Regions from separate parts of the Mus musculus genome. Here region 2 is linked to region 1. Evidence: chromatin contacts called from public Hi-C data. All regions are on one chromosome and are shown on one strand. Each heading gives the region's core, a stretch centred on a gene start, on an enhancer-like site or on the middle of the called end of the contact. The rest is flanking DNA. Distances are from core to core; before and after follow the strand shown.

Region 1 (6,830 bases), core at 552-3,051:
TTCTGGGAGTCTGACTCCAGATGACCTTCAAGTCAAAGCTTGTGATTTCAAATGCTTCTGCAGTATCGGGTGTAGCTTCAATGGGAGAACCTGTCTGTCTGTCTGTCTGTCTGTCTATCTGTCTGTCTGTCTATCTCTTTCCCCCACTTCCATAAAATGCCACCTTAGGGCATACCTGGCCACCAGTGAGGAAAACCACTCTTCAAGCTGAGCTAGAAGTGACCAGAAGATTAATGACAATCGTGCATGACAGCAGTCTAGGGGAAAAAAAAAAAAAAAAAAAAAAAAAGCAGACTCCTGGAGACACAGTGTCTGTGTAGACTTCCAAATAAAAGCAGTAGGAAGCTTTTGGCTCGCTTCAGGAGCTGAGACGTGAGGATGAGAGCCACAAATGCCAGCTGAGGGGAAAACTGACTATGTTGCTCAGAAGCTGGGGACATGCCACCTCTACCATGAAGCGAGGGTGAGGGGTACAGGAGCATCAGCGAGCAGTGAGGACCCCGTGCCCTCGCTCATAATTGTTGCTGCTCTCTTCAGTGGTCACAGTCCCCAGATGTAACAAATATGGCCTTCGAGAAAGAAGAGGTTAGAAGTTCACTGATAAGCCCTCCTTATTTGGTAGTGATTGGTCTGAGATCAATCTAACCCCTCCTTTAAATGACCCTGGGATTGTTGACTTTTGTGATGTAACCGTAAGGGGCACGATGTTAAATTGTCATGTGCTGTTTGAACTCACCAAGAAGATGAGCCTGGAGGTGGGGTTGCCAGCCCCATTTCATACCTAAACAGATTTGTCTCAAAGTGCCCACCCCCAAGGTCTGGAGATTGGCTGCCTTCTGAGTCTGTGATAGAGAGAAAATCGACAAACAGCTCAGGAATGAAAACACTGTCCCTGAGAACAACTAGAAGAGAGGATGCGATTGTTTATCCCCCTAATATAAAAATGTCTGTAGTGGGGAGGAACAGCCGGAAGTTCAACAGTGCGAGAAAGATCACTGGGAGAAGGAACGTTAGCGGACCCCTTGACTTACCCGGTGTAATTCTGCTGGGTGTTTTGAGCAGTCAATTAGCCAATGTTTGCTCACCCACTCAATCTCTTTCTGATTCTTTCCCTTCCTCCCTCCCTCTCTCTCCCTCCCTCTTTTCTTTTGACTTGTATACTTAAAAAACATACCCATTCAAACCTCAAAATATGGCTAATGTAGATAGATCACTCTCTGGATTGTACAAAAGCAATGGCTTTTTAAAGGTTTTTATGGTGTGGACTGAATTTGTCTTATCATACCAAGACAAGGGAAAGGCTGATTTGGCTCTAACCTGAGGCATGCTCCTTAGTAGCTTTTAGGGAGTGAAGGTCTGATTCTCTTTTGTTTGGAATCTAAGTCTTAACAATGTAACCCTAGGGGCCCGGAACTCAGGATGTGGTCCAGTTGGCCGGGCACTCATGACCCTCCTGCATTTGACTCCTGGGTGCTGAACTTGCAGATCATCGCTACTTTGTGGTGTTGCTAAGGGTGGGGATGCTAACCAGACAAGGTCGTGTCTTTATCCTTTATTCTTTCAGTCTCGTATTTGCTCATCCTCGCTGGGATTTCTTTCCTCCAAGTTGGCTTAAGAATCACAATTAGAGACAGGAGTGAGGACAAGGTGGGCTTGCTTGCAGCAGAGGGAGCTTCCCTGTCACACTGGGGACGTAGGAGCCACAAGGCTCCACTTTGATGTGGGTCAGTGCCCTGCACCGAATGCAGAGAGAGCTGGGGGCAGGGCGTGGTAATGGATTCCAGAGAGGGTTGTGCAAGGCAGGCGCACTGCCAACCCAGCGTGGACAAACATTCTCACCCTGGCTGTCTCCCGAAGGAAGGTTCGTGCAGCTTGTGTGGGGCATTCCTGAAAGACGGGCGCATTTGTTTGACTTACATAACGTCTTACATCAGAGGACTAAAGCCGCCCTTCCGGCTCGTGTCCTGTTGAACCGGATCCAACCGAAACTTCTTTCCGTTCCATAGGCAGAAACCTGATTACCTGTGTAAGTGCTGCTTGCCGGTCGGCAGAGTTGCCCGCCCTCTGCCCTCCTCTCAGGCATCTTGGTGACATCGCTCCTTCCTCTTAGAATTTCACCCATTCGTCAAGTCCTTAAAAGGACTTGTTCAGAACTCGTCCATCAGAGACTTCTCCCGCATAGTCTTATTACACTGAGCATGCATTAAGTGTGTATAGCTTTGGGGCAGAGGAGATGCCAGGAGATTGTAGAACTGCAAAGGCACTTGGGGATTATCACGGTATGCATAAAGGGACTGCAGCTTTCAGCAAGCACTCTCATTCACGCTGTGCAGGCAGCAGTACTTGGTTTGACTTGTGTTTCCTGACACGGCTTTGGTCCTAAGTTCTTTCCTCTGTCCAAACTTAACCACGCATCAGAGGATGACCTTGAACATGTGATCTTGCTTCCCTTCCGAGTGCTGGACATCCAGTCAGCACTAAGCCAGGTTTAATGCCTTGATTATTAATTATTATTATTTTAAGTTTTAAGTCCACAACAGGAGTTGCCCTAAATCACTGAAACTAAATCTACTCCAGAAGGTCACTATTCCCTACTTGAACCTCTCAGTGCTTTTTGTGCTCTGACCCCCACCTGAAGACCAAAGCAGACCTGGGGAACTTTACACAAGCTCCACAGCGGTCATAGAGGGCATAGCACCAACTTTGTGAAGGGTCGCTGGTGGATAACAGCACAGGACTCAGAGAGGAAGGACTTCTGTCCAAGAGTTCCTTCAATTACAGGACACCAGGGACAGCGGCCTTTGCTTTTACATCCTCCTTCATATCTGCTACTAAGATGGGCCCAGGTACAGGGGAAGGGAGACAAAAGGGAGGGAGGGACAGAGAAAGGGAAGGCGTGTGACACATTGGTGGTGTGTTTGAGATGGAGGGTCCTGCGGAGTCACTCCATGCAGCAGAGGCAAGGTGAGAGGACATGGATGGTCCTTAGGGAGCAGCACGGTGGCTCCTACTCCAGAGAAGGCAGACTCTCAGCGTTATAGAAGATGCAGTCAATGCCCCTGCAGTCTTGACACCCTGACTGGAGAAGTCTGGCCATCCTAGTTAGCTTTCCCTGTCAACTTGGCACAGCCTGGATTTACCAGAGAAGGGACCCATCAATCGTGAGATCACATTGGCCAGTGAGATCACGGATAGGAAGCTGTCCTGACTGTTGAGTGATGTAGGAGTGCTCAGCCCACTGTGGGTGGTACCATCCCTAGACTGGTGGTCCCAGGCTATGTAAGAAAGCCAGCTGAATGTGAGCCCGAGAACAAGTCATCAAGCAGAGTCCCTTCATGGTTCCTGCTTCAAGTTCTTGTTTGAGTGCCTGCCCTGACCTCCCTCAGTAATGGGCTGTGTCCTGGAAGTGTAAGACAAATAAACCTTCGCTCCTTTGGTCAGTGTTTTCTCACAATAGAAAGAAAAGCAGACCATCCTGGAAAGGAAGCTTTGGACATATGAGGCCCTATTGTCTTCCCCAGTCTCTCTCCCACAGTTCCTATCTCAGCCAATCAATCATTCACTCACCCCCTCCACACCCCCTCCAGCCTCCCATTATCTGTGAGTACAGTTAGAAGGCTTGTCAGAGACCGGAGCTAACACACAGTGGGAAAAGCCAGACGTGGAAAATTTTGAGTAAAAATCCTCAGGAAAAATACAATAAAATGTTCCTAAAAGTTAAAATTAATCACTTGGAGTTGTGTGGCTTGTATTTTTAAGTTAAAAATGAAGTTTCAAGGTGTGGCCCCTTATAATATTCATGGGACTGGCTATAAAATATTGCCATTATTTTTTGAAATTTTCTATTTCAAATGGTGTTGGATTTTTTTTTTAATGGTATTCTGAAGTAAGGACTGTAATGTCAGCCAGGACCATTCAGTCAGCCTTTCCACTTGTAAATGGGAATTTAAGATACCTGCTAAGAGATACAGATTCATTTTCGGTTACTGGAGATGCCAACAAAAATGTGATTATAAAACTAAGATGTATTATTTTTTATAAGAGCAGAATAGTTGCAAATAACTAGCTAGCCTGATATTGTAAAGAATAATTGGCTGGAATTCTTGGGACTTAATATGAGGCTGAGAAGCCCTTTCTCTGTGAAGTCTGGCTTCTTTTTACAGTAGGAACAGTCATTTGAAACCACAGAGATGGGGACTTTTTACCTGAGTGTGGCTATCTGTAGGGGCTAGGTAGATGACACTCCTAAACAAGTGGACGAACAGACAGACAGACAGACAGACTGGCTAGGAAGGTAGAATTCACCTGTGGTTTTAGATGCATAGGGTTTAATCTAGATTTAGGTACTCAGGAAAGGGCTATCCCAGTGCAGAGGTCAGAAAGCTGGCCTTCATGGTCAGGGAATGCCCCCCAGATGTCAGAAGAAGGATGCTAAGTCTACAACCCAAAACACTTGAAGCAGTTTTCAAAACCTTGGTGGCAGCAGGTGAACTCTGGGATTTTCTGAGAAGCCTTCTTCCACGGTCCAGGGCTGCTGAGTGACAGACATGGATCCCACACATCTGACTGAGGATGAGCACACCCATCAGCTCTCAGCACCAGTTTGTGCCATATCTCCTCATCTGGATCCCCATGAGGCAGTTCCCAGGGAGATCCTACTCCCAAAGCTGTGGCTGATCATGGCAAGTTGCTAGATGACCATTTTCAAAAGGCCAACTTTTCTAACAAATGAAAGTTAAAAAAGAAAAGGGACCCTCGGAGGGTAGAGAGTATAGCTCAGTGACACAATGAATTTTTTACATGCTTGAGGCCCTGGGTTCATCCATCTGTCCAGCTTTCCATCCACCCATGAATCTATCCATCCACTCACCCATCCCCCACCCATCCCCCACCCATTCATCTATCCATCCATCCATCCTTCCATCTATCTGGCCAATGATAAAATGAAAAATACCAGAGACTCTTGACATGAGTTCCTGTCCTTCACTCATCTATTCCTTACTTTAAATAACAAGGTTCCACATTTCTCACCAGCGAAGATAAATCCTCAGCCATTTTAGTGTGTGTGTGTGTGTGTGTGTGTGTGTGTGTGTGTGTGTGTGTGTGTGTGAGACAGTTAATCTGTAGGTAACACTCATAAGAGGTACTTGAGCTTCTGATGATGTATGGGGGTGATCCATACTGACAGGAGGGTCTCTACTAGAAATTAGACACAGCTGGAGAAAAAAATGACAGCCAGTCAACCTAGATCTGAACTTCTTCGGTTCTGTTATCTGAGGACTGGAGGAAGGTTTCCAAAGTTTGAACAAACCAGATGAATTGTGTGACCTAGAAAGAGATAAATAATTGAGTTAGATGTGTCACTAATACACACAATGTATGTACATATATAGAGTCAATTTTGTGACTATCATAAAATTCACATTGAAAAGTTAAAACTGACAGATACAGTTAGGCCAGTTTCAGACAGGAGAAATGTAACAAACATCAAGATGCAGATGGGCTGTGGAGTACAACCATGACCATGGTCCTCAAATGTTGCCCCACCTTTAAAGTCTGGGGATGCTGCAGCCGTAGCAATGTGGGTGATTTACTCCCCACGCGTTGCTCATTTCAGTAAAAGGATGCTGTCTTCAGTCTTGGCTGTCTCGTGATTCTCAGTCCACATGCACATATGAACGTGGTGAGCAGAGTATGTGCTAACCTACTGCTGGTGCGCTGGGAAGGCTTCAGCTCAACAGCAGACCTGGTTTTTGGAGGAGTCAAGTCACATGGACTTTTGATGACATCCTAATGTCCCTACTGTTCAAGGTCAATCATACTTCTCATGTCCTCGGCGTGATGTTAAGAGCTTGGGGAGCAGGACAGATAGTCCACTTCTTTTCCTTACAAGTCCTGTGCAAAGTAGGAAAGAGGTGATGGGAACTCTGAGTTGGACAGTGTGACTAGAGCTCAGACTGAGGGCGTGCTGAGACTGTTTCATTTCTACACAAGGTGGCTCACTGGTGTGGACAGTCTGCCCGTGTGTCCCTTGATTCCTCTGTTGGCCCTGTGGTCTCAGCCTGGATCCTAGTTTGTAGATTTCTGATCAAATCACTCACCTTTGGGGGTACAGAGGGCTGGGTCACAGGTAAGTCTGCACCAGGAGAGGGCCAGCCAGTACTTACTAACCTGTCTGGTTAAATGTCTGGTTAAAAGCCATAGACCATTGCCTTCTCAGGAAGGTTTCTCCACTAAGGGTTCTGCTTCCCCAAAGAGGTGAATAGGAACAATTAAGGCTCTCTAAACTGAGAAGAGATGTTTAGCTCTGATTCTTGAGAATCAAAAATTTAAAAGGAAGGCAGTAATCGGTGCTGGTGGCAGAGCAATTCTTTATGAGTAAGGGACACATAGGAGTGTAGGAGTATTTAGAATTAACTTTGAGACAATGTCAGACAGAGAACCATATCTTGGGGCTGAGTTGGTAAAATGCTTGATGCACAAGAATGAAGATTTTAGTTTGATCTCCAGAACCCATGTTTAAAAACACAGTGTGTTGGTGTATGCTTTTAATTCTAGTGCTGGGGAGGTAGAGACAGGGGGATCTTTGGTAGTCAAGGACACTCAGCTAAGCCAATAAATGAGCTCCAAGTTCCATGAAACATACAGCTGTCTCCTGAGAGGCTCTGCCAGATCCTGACCAATGCAGATATGGATGCTTGCAGCCAACCATCAGACTGAGCACAGAGCCCCCAATGGAGGAGTTAGGGGAAGGACTGAAGGAGCTGAAGGGGCCTTATCTGGCATCAATGAGAGGGAGGCCCTTGGTCCTGGGACGGCTTGATGCCCCA
Region 2 (6,006 bases), core at 342-2,841, 160 kb after region 1:
CAAGCAAGTATGTATGTGTGCACATAACAAACATTGTTTGACCATGAATGATCTTCCACGATGCTATCTCTTCACACTGACACACACTCTTCTGTAAGCTGTTGCCTTTTGTCCTCAGTAAGTTTTTAGTGAGCCTAGACTGTTGGGTTGGATCCCACTTAACCATTCAAAGGCTTTGTACTTAAGCTGATATTTTAAAAAAAAAAGTTTTCCGAGGACACTGTGGCGGCGGTGGGAATGCTGTGTTTCGCACACACTCTGGCTGTTTGCGTGAATGTTAATCCTGCAGATGGACGAGATCTCCCAGGGTTCCAGACTGGATGAAAGAACAGAGACACATGGCCAGAGAGTAAATAACAAAGCGAGGAAGAGGAAAAAGCACTTCGTTTTCTTCTGCCTGGAAAATAAATATGCAGACGTTTAAAAATCAATGACAGATGTAGACTATTTTTACAGTTAATAGCCATGGAGATAGTTGAGAAAACAAATAAACAAACAGAACCAAATTGCATCTGGAAACATTTTCAGTGGAGGCCCAGTGAAGATGGAGTTGGATGATACATCCGGAGAGGAGCTGGGCGAGAATAGCTCTGAAGCTCAGGAGGAGATATTTTTGTTTTGCTGCGTGCCCAGAGAGAAGAAATAAAAAGCTAGTGTGAAGGCTGATACATGAATCCCCTGGCTTGGTGCTCCATCATACACAGCCTCTATTTATAGGACCATGAAGTGGCCATGAATCCTGGAGAGCTCTAGTATAGCAGTTTCCGGGGAATGGAAGAAGGAAGGAGTTGTCTTTTGAGAACATGTGTCATAGATTGTAAGTATCATTTTAGTTCATATCCAGAAGTTAGACAAACGGCTACAGCTGGCTTCAAAAACACTAGGAGGTAAGAGTGTTTCAGATGGCCCAATTCCTGACTAAACTCCCATTACTGTAGAAAATCACAGACCAGGCAGGAACGACTATTGGGTTTCAACCACAGATGACTCTCACTCCTGTCTCCCTGAAGCCTTGTAAGTCTATAATTTTCAGTCCAGTACGAGCACGTCTTCAATGGAACCTATTCTTCAGACTCACTTCCGAGTTGCACAAACACCTCTTAGTGCCACGGTTGCGGGTGCGAACTAAGGATGTTGGGAGAAGAGGAAAGCCAAGTGGATTTGAACTTGGCTGGCTTCACTGAAGTGCCACAGTTACACTGTGTGATCTCACCAGGACCCATGTGTCTCACAGTGAGAAATTCACAGTTGCAAAACAAACTCCCTCTGGCACTGGAACTTAGGGAGTGGAGGCCAGATTAATTTCAAACTTCGAAACGCTTGGGACCACAGTCCCTGCTTCATGGTCTCCTGAGGTTTGCTCTTTCTGGAGTTTTAATAGGTGTCTTTAGCCCAGCAGGGGAGACTTGGCAAACCTGAGGCAGACTCCTTCCAGAAGCTTCCTGATCCTCTGGACAGGGGCCAAATTTGTCAGTGGGAAATAATCTTTAGAGGTATCATGAACTAAACTGTTTTGCCATGCTCTGAGCACTGGCTCTCAGTAATGAAAACGTAGGCTTGCAAACAGGGCATGGAACTGTCTCTCGAAATGGTTAGCAGGTGGCAGCGCCTGAGGCAAGACTTTGTGGAGCTCTTTAGAAACCTTCAGTGGACTTAGGCACACTGGGAAAAAGTGAGTCAAGACAGAGGCATGCCCGAGCTCTCATAGGAACGTGTTGAGGTAATTTCCCCCTGTGATCCTGTCTGTGTGGTTAAACAGGAGGCTGCATCTTGAGTTGCCTGTAGAGATGACACTTTTAACAGACACTCTTCAATCTAAATAGTCCTTACATTAGGGGTCTTTCCTGTTCTTCAATTACTGTTTCTAGACGCTTTAAACATGATCTATAGGTTTCACTGACAGAGGTGTGTGTGTGTGTGTGTGTGTGTGTGTGTGTGTGTGACCCAGGGTGGAAGCAGGAAAGATGGACAGGAACACACAGGACACAGGTCACCTCAACCCTGCTGCAGAACAGGATTGAAGTACGTGGGCAGACTTGTTCCTGCCTTTACCTCAAAGACATGCAGCCACTTTCTGTTTGGCTCAGGACTTGCACTGTGACCTAAGGTTGTCGTCAGGTCTTCTTGTACATGGGAGACTGGGAAGACAGTGTTAGCTCTAAGATGTTAAGCAGTTTTCTGAGGGTTGAAAAGTTTGCCCTTCTCTTGTTGTGCAAGCTCCATCCCTTGGCCTTAGCAGCTACAGCTGTTAAGTCACTTTCCAGAGCCCTAACTCTCCATGACTGTTTTACAGCCTAGGATGGAGGAAAAAGAGACAAGCAACTAAGGACAGCACAGTGCCTCCTAAATGTTCCCTCACTGAGAAGAAACCCTGAAAAACAAGGCCACAAGAAAGTCACTGTTTCTGGGGACTACCTGCTCTACAGGATGTGAGCAGGGGCATGTGGGTACCTCAGATGCACTCTCTCCTCTTGGTCCTCTTGGTCCATGGCTTTCTCAGCAGTGCAGGGCTCTGCTGTCTGCACGTTTTCAGTGGACAAGGCTCATCTGGTCCTTACTCTGTGACCAGTTGCAGCTGAGCCCAGCTGGCTACAGCTGTGTGGGAGCTGTCTGAGAATGCCACTAGTCATGGAAGGTGTTTAATATTTGTAAGGGGAGTAAAAGGCTTGGTGCCAGGCTCAGCTAGCCACTGGAGCTTTCTATCTGCAATCTGCTGGTCACTGAGGGTCACTTGTGTGGAGTCATAGTGAAAGAAGACCATGCCCTACCGTGATGTGGCTACAGCTGGGCCTTGGTCCCCCAGAGATGAATGTGTGAACCGTTCTCACGGAGGCTTGTCATGACTTCTCCTGAGAGCCATCTCAGTAAGGCCCTCAGCTCTTCATTTATTTTGGAGTAAATTGTGGACAGGTTAGATAATGTGATTGATTGTGAGAGTTGTCTCTTGGTAAGGAATACTCCTCCTTATGGTGTGTGTGTGTGTGTGTGTGTGTGTGTGTGTGTGTGTGTGTGTGTGTGTGTGTAACTCTCACTGTATTATGTCTCTGGAGCAGCCTGAGATCAGGAAGAAGTGAGATACTCAGGGAAAAGGGCACAGGTTGGCAGGAATGGCTGAAGGATGTTTGGCTGAAGATAGATGAAGGGGGGGAGGTTGGTTCATGATGTTCACGCTTGTGTGTGTGTGTGTGTGTGTGTGTGTTTGTGTGTGTGTGCGTGTGTGTTTGTAGGTCAGAAGAGTGGGTTATCTCCTTCCATCATGTAGATCCTGGGAATTAAATTCAGGCTGTCAGTCTTGGTGCTGGTGCAGTTACCCATAGAGTCATCGCCAACCCTATTGTAACAAGTGTGTTATGCTTAATCCTGATTACAGCCGTGCCTGACTTCTGTGGATCAAAGACCAGGAAATCTATTGCCACAAGACTTGAGAAACTGGGAAACAAATTACCGTTTGAACTTACAATGTTTAATTACACCAAGTTTATCACCAAACTTCATTTACATGCTTGGTGAACACAGTCCATGACCTCTGGTAACTGTTTAATAGTGGAGATCTAACTCTAACAGGTACCATTTATTACAGACAAACTATGTGCCTATTGCTGTTAGGCACACATGCTAGTGGCTTCTTTCAGTTGAACCTTTGTCTTATTAAAGGATGCTAAAAATGGCCTATTCATATAACATAAACAGGACCTTCTGTATGTTTCTACCTACTTATTAACTTCTCATAAAGTCTAATTTCCTGGCACATATTTCTCTTGAGATTTTATAAAATATGACTACTATGGGTCAAGCATTTTTTTCTTATGAAGCAGAGAGAAAAAATAAAATTAATATTGTCTTTCTTCTTTTCCTCTAGATGCAGCTGCAAAGAGTGAGTGAGACACATGCGCAGAGCCCTGGATGGAAGCATGTCAGCAGCTCAGGTCCCATCACCAAGGGGCCTGGCTTAATGTCACATTTTCTTTAATCTCCGTAGCCCATAGACTTGATTGGCTCTCGACATTATACTTCCTTCTGTTTTGATATTAAACCTACCACACTTGATGTGGGTCAGGGCTTTTGTTCTTGACGTTGTATTTTCCACATTTCCAAACTCTCCTGATCTAGAACACAAAGGCAGTTAATAGTAACAAATGCCAGACTAGCTAACAGAGATGGGCCCATTAGATGTTACTCAGAGCCTCATATCTGAAGTATCGGCCATGTTATTTAGTTTGATCATCGCTGAGATCAAGTGCTTGACACAAACTTTCTGGGGGAGGAGAGGTTTATTTTGCTTAGCCTCACGGTGGGGACAATGTGTGCCAGTGACTGAACTCAGGTCTCCAAGGCTTGCATGACAAGCACCTTTATCTGCTGAGCCATTTTGCTGTACCCGAAAATTACACGATCATGAAAGAGTCTGAGAATGCGATTCCATCCAAGTTTACTTTCTGTTCTGTGCTTTATTGGTTAAAACACCATCATTCTAACCAGAAGATTAAATGGCAGTCACTTTAACCTTGAACTATTACACTTCTATGCCTCGGTGTCCCTGTCAGTCACCTGATTTGGAAGTCAGCAGTGTCAGGCTCTGTGGCTCTGGTTGTATCTTTCTGATATCGAACATCTTTTCATAGACTCACTTGTTTCTTTGAAGAGATGTCTGTTCAGATTCATGAGCCATTTGCAAATTGGGCTACTGGAATAATTGGCGTAGAGAGGCAGGAGAAGGGTTTGAATTGGGAGAGTGGTTCTGTACCATATGTAAGCTGTGACTATATGCTGGGCTGCAGGCTGTCGAGGCTTGTTCCCTCCTTTGCTGTGAAGAAGCTTGCTGGTCTGATGTGGTCCCACCAGTTATGTCTGCCGCTGGTGTGCATACTTTTGGTGTCACTGGCAAAATCACTGTCAGGACAAACTAGAATTTTACAGCTTAGCACTTAGTTTTCTTTTTCTGTGTGGTGTGAGATGCCTCCAACTCTGGTCTTTTGCATGTGGACATCTGGTTGTGCCATCACCATTTGCTGAGTCTTCTTTACTGATTGTGTATTTTTGGTATTCCTGCTGCAGTCAGTTGACTATTTGCCTGTGGGCTTAATCCTGTAGCACTCTAGGACGCTTTAATGACTAGGGTGTCTCGTCTGGGATGGCTGAATATTTTGATATAAAAAAATCAGGGGATGCTGACGTGTCTTTATTTTCTTCTAAGATTTTGGGGCTTTACAGGATTCTTTGTGACTCCATAGAAACTTGAAATTTACTTTTCCCCAAGACTGGAGGGATGGCTCAGAGGCTAAGAGTCATTGCTTTTCTTGCAGTAGAACCAGGTTTCATTCCCAGCACTCACATCAGGAGGCTCACAAGCACTTGAACTCCCAGTTACATGGGATCTGACATGCTCTTCTGACCTTTGAGGTCATCTGCCAAGACTTGTACATACACACAAGAACAGAGACACACCCACACCCTCACATACTGACACACACACACACCCCAATTGGATAAGGATTATACCAGCTCCGCAGTTAGCTTAGAACACAGCATAGTATATCTTTACTTATGTCTTTTAAACTATTTTTCATCAGTGTTTTCTAGTTTTCAATGTGTATGTCTCTCACCGGAATAGATAGGCTCAACTCCAAGTCTTCATTGTTTTCACGTATTCTTTCTCTACTTCCTCTCCAGAGAGTTCATCACTAGTGTGTAGAACATGATCTGACGGTCATTGATTTGTCAATTCTGGGATTCTCACCTGTGAGGAACTTGCTTTTTGTACAGTGTTTTGTTGGTTTGTTTTAGTGGGATCCTTAATATTTCCATATATGATGTCCTTCTGCTAGAAAACAGAAACTGTTCTATTTCTTCCCTTAGATGTTTTTAATTCCCTTTTTTGCCTTTTTGCTTTGCCTTGGACTTCAGCATCTTGATGACAGAACGTGACAAGGGTTTGTTCCTTTCTTGCTTTGTTCGTGATTTCAGAGCTAAAGATCTCAGCTCTGCGTTGTTGGGGTTGATGCTTTC

Evidence for each region. Hi-C and Micro-C count contacts between places; a contact is called where the count stands out from the background.
Region 2: a contact with region 1 is called in a Hi-C map of uterus, with 2.2 times the contacts expected there. The contact joins two enhancer-like sites. A contact is called at or near these places in 3 of 484 Hi-C or Micro-C datasets (CD4 T cells, group 2 innate lymphoid cells and uterus) and 1 of 115 datasets of contacts at active chromatin or transcription factors (Th17 cells).

Annotation. Positions count from the first base shown.
Region 1 is chr3:37,685,495-37,692,324 of GRCm38.p6, forward strand. Gm42211 (a long non-coding RNA gene) reads right to left here. Exons shown (of 2, transcript XR_880785.2): 2 at 4,970-5,328. Among named protein-coding and RNA genes, the nearest start is that of Gm42211, 6.0 kb to the right of the region's middle. Within about 2 kb of position 1,802, at least 140 of the 459 cell types and tissues checked have an H3K27ac peak or open chromatin away from gene starts, as enhancers often do. A contact at or near this core is called in Th17 cells and uterus, where this site is marked.
Region 2 is chr3:37,844,245-37,850,250 of GRCm38.p6, forward strand. 4930556A17Rik (a long non-coding RNA gene) reads left to right here. Exons shown (of 3, transcript XR_880780.3): 3 at 3,860-4,056. Among named protein-coding and RNA genes, the nearest start is that of 4930556A17Rik, 19 kb to the left of the region's middle. Within about 2 kb of position 1,592, at least 87 of the 459 cell types and tissues checked have an H3K27ac peak or open chromatin away from gene starts, as enhancers often do. A contact at or near this core is called in Th17 cells and uterus, where this site is marked.